3 separate regions of the Mus musculus genome follow, and regions 1 and 3 are each linked to region 2. Evidence: chromatin contacts called from public Hi-C and promoter capture Hi-C data. All regions are on one chromosome and are shown on one strand. Each heading gives the region's core, a stretch centred on a gene start, on an enhancer-like site or on the middle of the called end of the contact. The rest is flanking DNA. Distances are from core to core; before and after follow the strand shown.

Evidence for each region. Promoter capture Hi-C pulls out the DNA fragments that hold promoters and counts their contacts. A called contact is a pair of places that touch in the nucleus more often than the background predicts.
Region 1: a contact with region 2 is called in a promoter capture Hi-C map of pre-B cells. The contact joins the promoter of Cox16 here to the promoter of Pcnx in region 2. A contact is called at or near these places in 2 of 39 promoter capture datasets (the HPC-7 cell line and pre-B cells), 1 of 484 Hi-C or Micro-C datasets (CD4 T cells), 2 of 115 datasets of contacts at active chromatin or transcription factors (embryonic stem cells and memory CD8 T cells) and 2 of 9 other capture datasets (adipose tissue and liver).
Region 3: a contact with region 2 is called in a Hi-C map of regulatory T cells, with 2.7 times the contacts expected there. The contact joins the enhancer-like site here to the promoter of Pcnx in region 2. A contact is called at or near these places in 3 of 39 promoter capture datasets (embryonic stem cells, neural stem cells and pre-B cells), 10 of 484 Hi-C or Micro-C datasets (CD4 T cells, CD8 T cells, the N1E-115 cell line and 4 more), 6 of 115 datasets of contacts at active chromatin or transcription factors (bone marrow-derived macrophages, embryonic stem cells, memory CD8 T cells and 3 more) and 2 of 9 other capture datasets (adipose tissue and liver).

The regions. Positions count from the first base shown.
Region 1 is chr12:81,483,336-81,486,736 of GRCm38.p6, reverse strand. Cox16 (cytochrome c oxidase assembly protein 16) reads left to right here and starts at 1,600. Exons shown (of 4, transcript NM_001309809.2): 1 at 1,600-1,840. The coding sequence starts at 1,772. All of the region lies in intron 3 of Gm20498 (predicted gene 20498), which reads left to right.
Region 2 is chr12:81,858,409-81,861,945 of GRCm38.p6, reverse strand. It overlaps Pcnx (pecanex homolog), which reads right to left and starts at 1,916. Exons shown (of 36, transcript NM_018814.3): 1 at 1,422-1,916. The coding sequence starts at 1,574.
Region 3 is chr12:82,164,333-82,167,982 of GRCm38.p6, reverse strand. No RefSeq gene overlaps it. Among named protein-coding and RNA genes, the nearest start is that of Gm30799, 96 kb to the right of the region's middle. Within about 2 kb of position 2,197, at least 10 of the 459 cell types and tissues checked have an H3K27ac peak or open chromatin away from gene starts, as enhancers often do. A contact at or near this core is called in memory CD8 T cells and regulatory T cells, where this site is marked.

The sequences.
Region 1 (3,401 bases), core at 351-2,850, 370 kb after region 2:
GTTTTGTTCATCCAAACTATCATACTTTCTAGTTTGTGTCCCTATTAGATGACCTGTTTCTTCTTTTTTGTTTCTGTGTTTCTTGACTCATCCAGAGGCACACAAACAATGAAAAACAAGTGTTCATTCATTAAGTATAGGACTTCATGAAATTCGCAGGCAAAAAAAAAAAAAAAAAAAAAAACCTAGACTATATCATCTTGAGTGAGGTAATCCAGTCACAAAAGAACACACATGGTATACACTCACTGATAAGTGGATATTAGGAAAAAAAGCTTGGAATATTCATGATACAACTTATACAGACCATATGAAGCTCAAGAAGAAGGAAGACCAAAGTGTGATGCTTCAGTCCTACTTAGAAGAGGGAACAAAATAATCATGGGAGATAGAGGGTGGGAAGGTTGGGAGGAATAAAGGAAGGGGAGAAGAAAAAAAGGGGGGGCAGGGTCAGGTGGGAAGAAACAGGGGAGATGTACAGAGCCAGGATCAGGGAACTGAACAGAAAGGTGTGTTGCAATGGGAGATGAACAGGAGGTAGCCAACAGAAGGTCCCAGACACCAGGAAAGCAAGAGGTTCCCAGGACCCAATGGGGATGACATTAGCTGAAATACCCAACAAAGGGGAGGGAGAACCTGTAGAGACCATATCCAGAGGTTAGACATGACCCCCAGTTGAGGGATGGGGCCACCCACTTTTCTCAAAAATTTTAATCCAAAATTGCTCTTGTCTAAAGAAAATATAGGGACAAAGAGTGGAGTAGAGACTGAAGGAAAGGCCATCAGAGACTGCCCTACCTGGGGATCCATCCCATATGCAGCTACCAAACCTATTGTTGATCAATACCCATACAGCCATCACTATTGCCGATGCCAAGAAGTGCTTGTTGCAAGGAGCTTGATATAGCTGTCTCCTGAGAGGCTGTCAGAGCCTTACCTATACAGATGTGGATGCTCACATCCAACCATCGGACTGAGAACAGGGACCCCAATAGAGGAGTTGGGGAAGGACTTGAAGGAACTGAAGGGATTTGCAACCCCATAGGTAGAACAACCAATCAGATTCCCCAGAGCTCCCAGGGACTAAACCACCAACCAAAGAGTATGCGTGGAGGGACCTATGGCTCCAGGTGCATTTGTAGCAGAGGATGGCTTTATCTGGTATCCATTGGAGGAGAGGCCCTTGGTCCTCTGAAGGCCTGATGCTCCAGTGTAGGAGAATGCTAGGGCAGTGAGGTGGGAGTCGGTGGGGGAGCACCCTCAAAGAAGCAGAGAGTAAGGAGTAGGATAGAGGGTTTGCGGAGCAGAAACCGGGACGGGGGATAGCATTTGAATTGTAAATAAATAAAATAATAAAAAATTTTAAAAAGTTCAGTTACAACTGATGAGCCACGACTTAAAATGTGTTCATTAACCTGGTGCTACTTGTGCATTAGCTTAAAAACCAACCCCGCCCTTTATCTGAGTTTCTTGAGTCGCAGAAGTCAAGATCCAGAATATGCGAATTACAGATTTTCCAAATCGAAAAACCCAATTGCACCCGGCGTATCCTGAGGTCACGGAACCAGAGCTCAGAAGCCTCGACTTCCGGGGGAGGGAGGAAGCAGAAGTGCGTTAAGGCCAATCGTTTCCGTTTGCCTCGGGGAGGCTTATCAGGCGTGGACCTGGCACCCAAAGCCTGCGCTGAGTCTACAACTTCGCCTGAGACGTGTTGCGGGCCGCGCTGGGCTCGCTCTGGAAGCGGCTGACTAAGCAGGCCGCACCTTCTGCCATGATTGCGCCCGCTGTGTTGCGAGCTCTGCGTAAGAACAAGACTCTACGCTATGGAGTTCCCATGTTGGTGAGCGGCTGTGACGGGAGCAGGGGCTGCGAGTCCGGAAGGGGCGGGCCCTCTTTGGCTGAGTGGCGTATTGGTGCTGTCTTTCGGATACTGCTGACTAGGGGGTCTGTGGGAGCCACCGGAGCTTTGAGGTTTTTGTTTTTGTTTTTAAGTTCACGCTCAAAAGTGTACCTCGGGTCCCGCCATCCCCCACCCCCCGTTTCCTTTCCCTTCGTGAACGCGCGTGTTACTATCCCCGTTTTACAGTACCTTTCCTGGGTTAAATGTTGAGATTTTGCAAGAAGACTAATCAAATGTCTTCTTTAATAATTACATTCATTTGTAGTAATTATGTTCATAATTTGTTGTTTGATCATTGTTAAGTTAATTTGCTTTAGCATATTACGATATAAAAGAAAATAAACAAAAACTTTTAAAAATACAAGACATTTTTCTTGGTGTGGTTCTTGGCACGTGTGAAGTGCCTTTTGTATTTAAGCACTGCTAAAAGAAAGGTTGATTTTAGAAACGTAATATGTTTTTTTAAGTCGTCTTTGATGTGTCTGGATCTTGTTTTGATAATTAGGGAACTCTGCAATCTGCTTTAAGAGTTTTGGGGTAAGCGTTCGTTTTTATAAAATGACAGCAATTTACAAGGCATATATAAATTTTTTTATTTCTGCAAGTTCCTCTGCCGTTCAAAATCACGGATGTTGCTACTGACTTACCATTTATCACTATGGGAGTCAATTTGATTTTCTTTCAAAATTATAAAAGTCAAGATGTTATGGAAAGAAAAAAAAAATCTCAGGGCTAGGCTTTCTATGTAGACTTAGCACCCTGCCCTATTTTCGGGGCTACCCAGCAGGAAAGAGGCTCCTTTACAAATGGAAATTCCTTTCTTGGTCAGTTTTTAAATGGTCCTATCAGTCTTATGAAGGCACACTCTGGAACTCTGTCTAGAAAAAACTCTTAAGCCTAATTTATTTTACAGATGCCCTTCCAGAAGTTAAGCAAAGAGCACTTTCTATGCCCAATTTGAGAAATCCTCCTCTGAGTTCTGGGTTTCTCCTCTTCTGTTTTATAACGCGCGCGCGCGCACACACACACACACACACGCGCGCGCGCGCGCGCGCGTGCACACACACACACAGCTAGCTAGTCGTTCATTTCTGTTTGCTTTATGCACATACATGTGTGCAAAATAGCATTCTTTTTTATTTAAAATTACTATATAGATTTAATAGATAAGCACTGTGTTTACACCCTTTTCATCCCTACCTCTCCCCCGCCAACTTCTCCTGTGATTCCTTTCTCCCTTTCAGTTTTATGACTTTTAAAAATTAAAATTGTTACATGTTAATTATATATATGTGTGTATATATATAAAATTATATATTATATGTATGTATAAAAGCAGCCATTTTGATTTAGTCTTATGTATCCCAAATAGCATTTTTTTTAAAAGTAGCTAAGAATATTTTATATGTATAATTGTTAAATACAAATTTTTATTGTGGCTGCTGTTTACCTAGAAATCATGGTGGTTAATGAAGGGCCCTAAAACCTAAGAGGTGAATCT
Region 2 (3,537 bases), core at 667-3,166:
CCTGACCTCCCAACGATCATTTTGCCTTTAATGTACAACCTGTCTGGACACCCGGGAGGGCAGCTCTGAAAGCGAGTGAGCTTGAAGGGCCGCCTCACCACCACAGCCACAGAGCTGCTCATTAAGGACATCGCACTCCTGGAAGGGATGCTGATGCAGAGTGAACCCGATCGGCCACAATGAACAGAAATTATAACATTTAATGATAAATTTTCAGAATCTGACAAGACCAAGTCCTGTAATAAACAGCTCCTTTAAGCTGGGGTAAGTCCCTTCGAACACATTCCTATTAGAAATCAGAATCTGCTTGACAATGTGACATTTAGCGCGAGCACACACACACACACACACACACACACACTCGCCATCCCCCAAGGCATGTTCCTGCCTTAGTGATACTGAGAAAAGAGGCAAATAGGCTGCCCTAACTCGCGGTACTTCTCATACTCTCCATTCGGGGACTTAGTAACCCAGCACCTTTGTTCTAGCCCTCTGAAGAACCATGAAGTTAGCAGAAATTCCCTGAAAATAAAAGTTAATATCCTTCCTTCCAATCACTTTAAAATTTGAAAGCTTTGTTTTCTCAAATGTGCCACCTAAAATTGTGCTTTTATTTTATTTTTTATTTTTAAGAAATGTGCAAACATCTTTCAGGAAAACATCCTCTAAAAACACTCCTGAGGCCTGGACTGCACAGTGACTCTCAGGCCAGCCTTGGCTATAGAAGGAAACCGTCTGGGAACACCAAAAACACTTCAGAGAAACTGGACCGAGAGCACCAAGCAACAGGCGGCGGCACTCTCCTTTTCCCAGCCAGTCAAAGGCCTTGAACCAACGCAAACAAACGCCAGCCAGGCTCTCGTATCTCCCCGCTCCCTGCCGGCAGCGCTAGCCTGACAACACCGCGGTCCCTCGCCGCGGGGCTGAACCGAATGGAACCCGCACTCAACCGATCAGCGGTTTGCGGAGGCGCGAGCCCGCTGGGGGTTTCCCCCAGCACGGGAAGCGAGTACGAGCCGGGACACCCTGCGACTCCGTTTCTGCCGGAGCGCGCACGGCCTCCCCCGGGCTCCGCACACAGCCGGGGGCCGAGGTGCGGGCGGGGATGCCCCCGGGGAGCGGGAGGTAGATAGTCCGAGGCCCGGGGAACGACCGGGGACCCCCGATGGAAGGCCTCGGGGCGCCAGTTACGCAGACCCGCACGAGAGGCGCTAGGAAAGCGGGACCCGGCCGGGGACCGGCGGGAAGGGAGGTGCTGAAAACACGGGAAACCCGGGGCCCGGAGCGGAGCCAGCGGGGGAGGGGAGCGTCCGCCCGCCGCCGGGACCGCGGGACGCGGGGAGGACAGGGGCGCGACCCCCGGGCCCCCGAGGATCACAGCCGAGCGTCCGCTGCGGGTCCCCGTCCCCGCCCCCACTCACCATGTAAAGCGTGAAGGGCAGGCCGAGCAGAAAGAGCCACAGGTAGAGGTGGAGCGCGTTCACGAAGGTGGCCTGGTGCGGGTCGTAGTACCAGCCGCCGCTGAGCGCGGCCCACACCCCCTGCCGGAGGATCTGCAGCGTCTGCGACCCCATCCCCACCCGGCGTCGCCGCCGCCGCCGCCGCCGTCCCCGCCCCGGCCCCAGCTTCGGCCTCGTCGCCTGCGCGCCCGCGGACCGGTCTAGCCCCCTCCCGAGCTCCGGGAGAGCGGCCCGGCGCCGCGGCGCTCGCTGGTGCTGCTGCACGAGGAGGAGGAGGAGGAGACGGCGGAGGAGGAGGCGGCGAGCGGCAGGGCGGAGAGCGGCGAGGAGGAGGAGGAGGCCGGGCTCCTGAGCGCCGCCGCCATCTTGTCTTCGAGCTCCGAGCCCGAGCCCAGTCCGCCAGCGCTGCCGCCGCCGCCGCCGCCTCCGCCGCCGCGACCCCCGCCGGCCGCCAGCCTCGGCCCGGCGGAGCAGGCGAGCGGGCGCCCGGCAGGACGCGGAGGAAGCCGCGCCCCCTCCGGCTCCTCCTCCTGCTCCCTCCACCCGCGGAGCGGTCCCCACGGGTACGCGCAGCGCCTGGGTCGCACGGGCGCCTCCTGTTGGGAGAAGCCTGCAGAAGCAGCATCTGGCCGGGGTGGGGATGGGGGTGGGGTCGGGTGGGGTGGGGTGGGGTCGGGTGGGGTGGGGTGGGGTGGGATCCGGTCGGGTCCGAGTTTGCAACCCGGATGGCACTGCACCGGGCATGACCGACCACTGCAAGCTCTTTAAAGTCGAGCGGACTTCCAGACTTCCAGAATTCGTAGACCTTGCAGGGGCTGCCGTTTGTGGCAATTGCCCAAGACAAAACAAGTAAAAAACATTTGGGGGTAAACTGTCTGAGTTTGACACTGCAGGACTGGAAGAATTAAAGCAGAGTTGAAAAGAACTGTGTTACCCTTTTTTGGACCCGAAGCAGCTTGAGTGAGAAAAAGGGCGACGACGTCAAGAACTAGAAGCTTTACTGCTTCCAAATAGGTGTAAATTAATACAAGCTGCAAGAGATACAAAAGTATGACATGACCAAGTTATGCTTGCACCACAACTTTTCTTTTTCATGTGGTGCAACTAGTAACCATTTTTATCAATGGGCCAATCTCAGCAGAGTTGAAAGATTCCTGACTCCACCCAAACTTTGAATGGGGTCTTGTACTTCTCTTTTTATAGCTGTGAAAACTGGGAATCATTCTTGGCCCAGTCTAATGTTTCTGAAGTATGTCTGATCTCACTGGATGGCTTTTTTTTTTTAAGGGTTTGAAGGTTGAGTTTATTGTAGCAATAAACGTACTCTGTTTTCCCAGATTAAAGTTGCTATAATTAATGAGGAAAGCAAGTGAGACAGAGCAGTTGGTGACATTTTAAGAAGTGGTTAAAACCCATCGCAGTGCCTCTGGGTATCATGCCACTGTATAGCTGGTTATGCTCACACCTGCTCCACTTAACCTTCACAACGCTCCTTTAACACAGCCAGGGCTATCCTTATTTTTACCAGTGAGGGCTCTGCCACTCAGAGTGATTGCCCAGGTTCTCATAAGTAATAAGCTGTGGAGTGCTCAGAAGTCAGCGTTCATCCTAGCAGCATGGACTGAGCCTTTCATATCCACTCAGGTAGGAGTTAGAACTCAGGCAGGACCTTCAGGCTTAAGGATATAGTCAGCTGTTCTCAAAGGTGATGGGGGCATCACCTCAGAATGACTTAGAAAAGGAAATTCTCACATTATCTCTCTAGGGAAACTGGGTGAGAGACTAGGGAAAAACCAAAAAGTTTTAAGAAGCCTTCCAGAGATTGTAAGAACCTTTCAGGTAGGAAGAACACCACTTTCCGTTGTATAATCACAAAGTGATCTAAGTTCAAAGCACTTTAAAGGGTGTAAATAAATTCACATCAACATATATTTTAAATGTATGACTAAAAACAAAATCAAGATTAAGTAATACAATATTATAATTAAAATAGTGACCTAATGGCTTGATTCACAGGCACAAGATGGTTGAGTTTTCTTTTGTGTCTCCTGAAGGAGACAGGAAAGCTCTCTTGAGA
Region 3 (3,650 bases), core at 948-3,447, 310 kb before region 2:
AGGCTTGCGAAACAAGTGCCTCTACCTGCTGAGCCATCTTAAATGCCTGAAAATTTTTGTTTTAGGAACCTAAGTGGCACAGTGATTAAAAATAGTAGCTAGAGCCAAGAGAGTGGGGCTTGGGTTCTGTGCCACTAATAATTGAGGCTCCTTGAGAAATTTACTGTCTCTTACACTAAGACTGTAAAAACCAAGGGGTAGCCCACATGTTAAGTTATTGCAGCTTTACAATTCTGTAGCACTCAGACCTATAAAAGTTTCCAGTAAATGACAGATATTCTCCTTTTACACTGAACAGTAAAAAGGCAAATGAGCGTTTCATTTGTAGGAGGCCATTCTCACTATATTTTGCTACAGGTTGATAATTTTATATCCAAGCTTCTTTTGTCTCAACAACACAGACAACAAAAATACTTGTCCTGTAATAATAATTTTAAAAGGCATGTGCTATTGGCAGTTGGTTTGTATACTAACTTAGAGCACATTCCTTGTTGTATAAATAAACATGTCAATTCAAGTAAAAGAGAAACCGAATTAATGTGTACTTACACCAAGGCGACTGGGAAGAAAGGAAAGAAAGAAAGAAAGAAAGAAAGAAAGAAAGAAAGAAAGAAAGAAAGAAAGAAAGAAAGAAAGAAAGAGAGGAAGAAAGAAAGAAAGAAAGAAAGAAAGAAAGAAAGAAAGAAAGAAAGAAAGAGAAAGGAAGGAAGGAAGGAAGGAAGAAAGAAAGGAAGGAAGATAGAATGGCATTGTGTTCACAGTTTATCAGGAACTGAACCATGTTTTTAAAAATGTCTTTATTTGCACATATGTGGGTGTGGACATTTATATGCCACGTTGCACATGTGGAGGTCAGAGGCATATAGCACACAACCTGTTCTCACCTCCAATCCTGTAGATTCTGGGAACTGAACTCCAATCCTCAGGTCCCTTTACCCACCAAGTCATCTCATGTCACCATCAGCCCATGCATCTATTTACGGATCAGACCTTCCTAACACCCCTGGATATTATAAATCAGTTCTTACTCAGTAATGTAACAGTTTGGCCCTTAAACAATGGCTGACCAACACTGCACTATTCTGAAGGCCACCTGTTTTACGAATCCCAAAGAGCTCTTTGAAACGGTCCACCCAAGTGTTAGCCAAATCTATTAACTTTTTTCAGCACTTTTTATGAGGCCCTGATGAAGGACGCCGGATTCCAAAATCCAGTGTTGGTTAAAAGTGACGAGTTTGTTACTTCAGCTCCATGTAGTTTAACTCTGCCCTAACGTGGGATTCCTTATTCTCCCAGCTACAGAACAGTACTCGTTATACATCTGAAACAGCAATTGCTTTATAATCAATTAGCTTCCTGTGTTAAATTACAGAGGAGCCACCATGCTTCCCTCTCCACTCTATAAAGACAAATGTCACGAGGTCCCCTTCACCAAACCACTGCGCGTTACTGAAAGCGCCCCTGCTCCTTTCATCTGTGAAACAAAGAGGACAGGAAAAAAAGAAGCTGAACACACCCCCTTCCTGGACACTCCGCCTGTCTGCGTGTGCCTGCACACTCTATCTGATTTACCCTGCCGGGACACAGGCTCTCTGCTTTGCTTTCTGCCACTGACAGCAACCTCTCAGATCTTAGCTGAGATTAACTTCCTGCTCTGTGTCCTACCCTGATCCTCTCCAACTGAGGGACATCGACTCTGTAACTGTACGTTACTGGCGTAGAGCAGAGAAGTTTCCCTCTCTAGTGAACCATCTCTCTTTTGCACATGCGTATGAACGGGATGCTTTCATTCGCTGTGTATAGAGTTCAGAGGACACACTTGGGATCAGTCCCCACCTTCTTTTGACCGGGTTTAAAGCAAGGTCTCTCTCTTTGTCATTTATGGCTGAGCTACACCCTCCAGGCTGCCCTGCCCTGGAGCTTCCAGGATCCTCCCATCTCTGCCTCCCATAGGAGCACCTGGATTGCAGATAAACACTACCGTATAGGTTCTTGGGATCGGAACTACAGAGAGCACCTCACCCACTGAGCCATTCCCCGGCTCCTGAAGCTTTTTCTTCCATGGACTTATAGGCATTCTGTAATATGCACTGTGATGGTTCAAATATGTTTGGCCCAGGGAGTGACACTATTAAGAGGTGTGGCCTTGTTAGAGGAAGTATGTGACTGTGAGAGTGAGAGAGCCCCCCTCCTAGCTACCTGGAAGACAGCAGTCTTCCTGTTTGCCTTCAGAACAAGATGCAGAACTCTCAGCTCCCCCTCTTGCACCGTGCCTGCCCAGATGCTGCCATGTTTCCTGCCTTGATGATGAAGGACTGGACCTCTGAACCTGTAAGCTAACCCCAATTAAATGTTGTCCTTTCTAAGAGTCGCCTTGGTCATGGTGTCTCTTCACAACAATGGAAACCCTAGCTAAGACATGTACCATGGTAAAAGTAAGGCATTTTCTACATTCCACATCTGCCCTTGCTTCATTTCAAATCTAGAGTCTTTGGGGAGAGCGTGTTGAGGCCCTGCTGTCTTCCCTCCCTTCCCTTCCATTCTCCTGCAGCCACTGGGAGCAGCCTCTCACTGGCTACTCCGTGGGAACTGGTATCCTCAAAAACAGCAATGAAATCTCATCCTAAACTCTGTGTGTCCTCACCTGGCTGGACCTCTTGGCAGCAGGGACGAAGCCAAGCAGACTCACCTTTGGAAACTCTTTCTGCTCCTTACCTCTGATGAAGAGTCAGTCCTACCATTCAGCCTTTTAGTCTCACACCTCCATGGACATCTGTCTTCCCCTCATGCCATCCTCTCTCACCTCATGGTGACCTTACCACGCTGGTGATGACTTTCAAGACCTTAGCAGTCTGGTGACTATGGCAAACTGACCGCTACCCATTTTACACATCCAGGCCAGTCATCACATCCCACAAACTCCAGACTGTCCATCCATATCCTTACTCAGCACCCCAATATGCAAACATCTCACATCTAAAACTAGAATGCTCAAGGTATCCTCCACCCCAAAACCAGTGTGCTATGATCTCCTCCACTTCAGTGAATGCTGCCCTCCCAGAGTTCCAGAAACCCAGAGGAAACTTCTTAATGCCATTCTTAACTTCTCTGTTTTCTCACAGCACACATCCAAACCATGAATCCATACTGTTGGCCCTTCCTTCAGAACGTGTCCACCCGTGGTAACTCTTCCTCTCTGCTTCAAGCCATTCCCCACCCGATTGTCACAATGGTGCCCCCTCTTAGTCTCCATGTAGTCTACCTACTCTGCACTCTGCCACTAATATCTAATCTGCATGTTTGATGTAGCGTGTGGAGCTTACATAAGTCAGATCATCTCACCTTGCTGCTCAGAGACTTCCCAGAGATTCTCATGAAACTTGAAGAAAATAATAATATTAAAACACAAGTTCCCGTTTCAATCTAAAAAATTATATTGAGTTGCCATTCAGTACACCAGAGGGCCTGTGGCCAGGACCTACCTACCCACCACCCTTATTCCCCTGTCACAAACACACAAACTCTTAGTCCTGTAGTAAACATGGCATGGAATTTGCATATAACCTGCACATATCCTCCAGAATACGTTAAATTATTATTATCCTCTTCATATTACCTACAATACATAACAGTGTCATACAGAATTGTTC